Regions from separate parts of the Arachis hypogaea genome. Here region 2 is linked to region 1. The links are chromatin contacts, called in public Hi-C maps. All regions are on one chromosome and are shown on one strand. The core of a region is the stretch at or near the end of the contact, and the rest is flanking DNA. Distances in the headings are between cores, read along the strand shown.

The links. Hi-C and Micro-C count contacts between places; a contact is called where the count stands out from the background.
Region 2: a Hi-C map of leaf shows a contact between it and region 1, with 2.4 times the contacts expected there. The contact joins the promoter of LOC112741459 here to the enhancer-like site in region 1. A contact is called at or near these places in 3 of 8 Hi-C or Micro-C datasets (leaf and an unstated tissue).

Annotation. Positions count from the first base shown.
Region 1 is chr14:10,456,230-10,458,929 of arahy.Tifrunner.gnm2.J5K5, forward strand. No RefSeq gene overlaps it. Among protein-coding and RNA genes, the nearest start is that of LOC140178469, 24 kb to the right of the region's middle. Within about 2 kb of position 1,437, at least 3 of the 3 cell types and tissues checked have open chromatin away from gene starts, as enhancers often do.
Region 2 is chr14:10,589,661-10,592,360 of arahy.Tifrunner.gnm2.J5K5, forward strand. It overlaps LOC112741459 (peroxidase 53), which reads right to left and starts at 1,363. Exons shown (of 4, transcript XM_025790461.3): 1 at 1,056-1,363; 2 at 778-969; 3 at 529-694. The coding sequence starts at 1,274.

The DNA of each region.
Region 1 (2,700 bases), core at 187-2,686:
ATCTCATGTATAAGGGACTCGACAGGAAAAAGGTGTCGACGGGCTCAACTGCGATGGTAACGGGATAAGCAGCAATGACGACATGAATTGTGAAGGAAGATGGGAGTTGTGAAGTGGTAGACGGCGATAGGCTCAGCAACGACGATGATGGGAGCTATGTGGATTTTTTTGAAGAAGCCAAAAAGACTTTGGGTGAGGATGATTGAGTTTCTCTTGCATGGTTATAAGTATGGACTGAAGCTATGAATCACTGAATCTGTGATGTGAGACAAATCCTAATTGCTAAAAAGTGTTTATATGTATATCCGGGGCGGGTACACCTTAAACCCGACCATACTCTGTCTTAAGCAAAATCAGCTCCAACTTGGGTCAAGTTATTACCCTCCCCAACTGGGTATGGACGGGTCGGGTACCCGCGTATTCGGGTACTCCTACCAAGTCTAACCACGGATTGATGCTCCATTTATTAAGGGTTTACTGCTAGCCAATGGATTGCTACACACACAAGGTGAGATTCTAATTCTTAATAGTTGTTTAAGCAAACGAATGAGATGATCACTCAACAAACTCAAATTGATTAAGATAAATATTAATTATTTTTAATATTTTAATATTAAAAATTTTGATAGTTTGATTTTAATTATAACTTTGTAAAGTATTTATAATATTATATATATTTTATTTAATTTTTTAATAAAATTTTTTATATAATTTTATGTATTATCCCGTACAGAGTACGAAAATATACACTAGTTTAAAATTTAAAATATAGATGAGATATAAATTAATTAAGGTAGATCTAAATAGTAACAAAAATATATCGAATTTTATTTTTTAAATTGGTCAAAATTCTATTTTTAATACTTTTTATTATTTTAAAAAATTATATTTTTATACTTATAAAAAATAAATTTTTAGTAATCACAGACTCACAGTACTCATATTTTGTTTATAGTAAACTAATTATGAGTATATTTCATTAACACTGTAAACAAAATATGTGAAGTACATCAATTTTCACGTATTAAGTGTGCACTCGTATTACGCATTTAAAAATTTCCACATCTTTCATTTCATAAATAATATTTTGTTTATAGTATAAACGAAATATGTTCATAATTAATTTGTTTACACTGTAAACGAAATATATAATAAAATAAAAATTTGTAAATATGTTCCAAATTATTTATATTGGTAAAAAAAATATTTAAATTATTTATTTATAAAAAATCCTTCAATTAAGCTAATATTTTTTTAGGGGTCAAACAGATTGGACAACTCCTAATTTTAGGCATTACACTCACACACTACCATAAATACTATGGATTCTTAAACAACAACCAGCTTCAGCTGGAATTTGAACCCGGTGTACCTTAGAGCAAGGCAAACATAATTGCCACTCAACTAAGCCTTGCGGTGCTCAATTAGGCTAAAATGTGTGTTTCATATATATATATATATGTGTGTGTGTGTTTTTGGTGTTGTTCTTTTAGCCTGCAGATGCGTTGGGGCCATTAGATCTAGCTGGACAGGTTTACAAGTTTTTTTTTTTCGGTGAAAGGTTTACAAGTTTTATTTTTCTATACAGTTGTACCATTAAAGAAAAGCTTGTATCATGGCCCTTTAAATTTTTTTTATATTAGAAGATTATCATCCACAGGTTTTCGGCTTTGCCTAAATACGAGACAGAAAGGGATGAGGCCCAAAGCTAGCCCAATCTGGCTGAAATATTGATCCTTACGCTCCCTTCCATAGTTTCATGGCTATTGTCTCTACTCCTTTCCAGTTTCGATGACTGCTACTCTTCCTCTCCTTGTCATGCCGATGGCTGCTATACGGCTATACCTCGCATTTATCCACTTTCGGCAAAAAATAAATTTGGAAAGCTTTCAAATATATGGTATATCATTATTTCAGTAAATTTTTGTCGTTAATATTAATTATATATATTATATAAAGAAATTATTTTTAATATGAAAATGGAGATGGTATTTTAGTTGAATATTGATATTTGAAGTGTATTACATTATTGTGGAACTCATTCAACACGCCCCCTACGTGTTGCACCACGCCCCCCACGTGTTGGTCAATATAATGCCACGTGTCCAACACACCTCCACGTGTTGGCCAGAATGCTGACACGTGTCCAACACGCCCCACGTGTTGACTGTTCACTTACAAAATCCACTCATCTGTAATTACACCAAATAATCCCATTTCCCAAAAAAACACCGAAATTTCTTCCATATAAAAAAATTAGCCTATTATATATATTTTTTATAATTAAGATTAATAGTTAAAAATTACTGAAATATTAATGTACTGATATATTTAAAAAAATTTTAGTAATTTTAAGTTGTATTCTAAGTTTAGAGAAAAACTCAAATCAGCCCCTGACAATTACTTCGAAAGACAACGAGGTCCCTGAAAAAAAAAATCCCAACCCGGCCCCTGACAAAAAAAATAAACCCAACCTGGTCCTGACAATTACTTCGAAAGGACAACGAGGCCCCTGTGCAAAAAAAAGATCAATATTATTTTTTTTGGCACAGGAACTAATCAGCCCAAAAAAAAAATTATCAAGGACCGGATTGGGTATTTTTTTTTCTTGGGGGCCTCGTTGTCCTTTTATAATAATTGTCAGAGGCCGGATATGTATTCACTCTTTATTAGTTTATTTTATGGAAAATCTTGCAGCAT
Region 2 (2,700 bases), core at 113-2,612, 130 kb after region 1:
TAATTAAATTATTATTTAAAATAAATCAATATATAATTTTTTAAAATATTAATAACCAAATGGATCACCATCACATTTGCACCGTACTCCACGACTTTTCTCAAAGTATGATAATCGGGTGCAGTACCATTTAAAAGAAATTCTATTTTCAAAATTTTAGTGTAATTCATTTGTAATAAGCCACTGAAATTATTAACAGCAGCATTTATATTCAGTGGCACATTAATCACAAACTTATACTCATTATTTATGGAGTAGTTTTTGCGCTTCAACGCCTTCTTATAAAAAAAATCATAAATAAATCATGAATAACATTTTTAGCACAATCTACTTTATATATGGTGTAATTTATTAGTTTCGTTTATATAATTTAAAACGTGGCAATAGCACCACATTCCAACCGCACTACATACTGTCCGCATGCATGATGATTATAACAGTCACCATAGACTTACCCATAATTAAAACAGTTATAAACTCATTCGTATAATCAAATTTTAAAATTTATAAGAAAGGTTGAAGATAAACCTGAAAGTGCCACTAAATCATTCATATCAAGACCCTTTTTCTGAAATGCCGAAATGAGCTGAGGGAGGTTGGATTTTGGACCAGGAATGTCCGAATTTGCCAAGTCGAAGCTTGCTGTTTCACTATCTCTTCTGCCCAAGGGAACTTGCCAAGTTGGACCATTTGACTGTCAAATCAAGATAGTTAAAAAAAATGAATAATGCACACTAATCAATTGAGATGAACATGCAAATTAAAAAGAAAGTTTACCATCTCCGAAGACACTTCGGCAGCAAGTGCGACAATATCAGCGCAGGAAACAACCCCAGGACAAGCTTTCTCGATATTTTCCTTAATCAAATTGATCACATCCAACCTACGAATGGAGTCCAGATTCGGCGCTGCAAGTTGTTCGCTTCTAATAGAAGCGGTATCATTTAACAAAATTGATCCATCACACCCCTGCATACATACATATCCATGATTAGAATCTTTCTACAATAATTTACGATAATAACATAGAAATTAACACAATTTTGTATACTTACTTGGACGAAGCAATCGTGGAAATGAAGTCTTATCAAGCTGGCGAAAAGCCGCTCATCTTTTCCAGGCCCCTTCGAAACATTAAGAAGAACTTGTCGTACAGTTGACTGGAGAGAGGGACATGTATCTTTGTAAAAGAATGGATCTAATAATTGTGCTCTGGTGGTAGGAACCACAACACACAAAATCAAAGGGAATAAGAAAAGAAACAGAAACTTCATCTTGTATGATTGTATATGATAGAGAGTGTTTGAGCGGCTTTCTCTGCAGATACAACACCTCTATTTATACTAAAACTTTGACCATTCCTAAATATTTATTTTAACAGGTTTAATTATAAATATTAAATAATACCTTCTTATAAAGAGTGAAATAAACATTAAGTGTTAAGTTAGAGAAAATCAAAAGACACTTGTATAACTAAAACAGTAAAACTCTAGAAGTATCATTATACCATTTGTGGCTAAAAAAATAGAAATTAATATGCAACTTGGTTTAATGAATATTATTTTACAAAGTCTAATAATATACATGTGTAAGCTTGGAACGTTTAATTATAATATATTAAGAAGTAGAGTTTCATTTTAGATAAGATTAATTTAAATAAAATAATAATAAAAAAATATGCAAAAAAAATTGCAAAAATATTAATTTATAAAAAATATTTATTTTTTATATTTTTATATTTATTTTTAATTTATTCAATTATATGAAACACCCAAAAAAATAATAATAATCAAATATTATATATTGAGTAAGTAAATACAAACAATTATTCTCCAATTTTAGGTTTTACTATATATATTTGGTGGTCCAAGATTTGTGATTGTTTAGTATTAGCCTATTAGGTGCTTAGGTAGTATAGTTATATCTCATTGTTTTTTCTTATTTACATTGCATTTAAGCTAATTAAAATAAATAAAACCCAAAATCTGAAATCAATTACCAAATAAAACTAAAACCAAACTAATTAAACTACATCATAGCTTATTTTTATATAATCAGTTAATAAAAGTAATTTGTTCACGGAATTTTAAAATTAAAACATAAGCAGTTAAGTACCATATTTTTAAAATTTCAGGATAATAAATATCAAATTTCCATTGTTAAATTGGTTAGTGATTATGTTGGATAAATTTAAATAAAAAATAAAAATCATTCCACGATAATTTAGCATGATTTTGGATGTATAATTTTGTTGTAAGTTTCTTATGTTTTATTGATTTTATAAATTAAAATATACAATAAATATTGGTATTATACTATTATTATTTTTAAAGTTTAAATATTGGAGCTAAAAGTATAATATTGTAATTTATAAAAACTAAAAATTTTATATTTTTAATTTATTCAATTATATAAATACCAAAAAAAAAATATTATATATCTTGAGTAAATAAACACAGAATTATTCTCCAATCAAAAGGTCTACTCTATATTTGGCAGTCCAACTTCTAATTTTATCTTATCTTGTATGAGAAGTTTTCTTGTAAATAGCAAGTTTGTTGTTTATATAATTGTATGACATTTTTTTTTGAATATTTACGTGACTTGCTTTACATATAGAAGACTAGAGGAGCTATTTATAAGAAAATTGGAACAAGGCTGTTCCTATAGTACTACATGCTAAAGGAATTAATTTTGTCG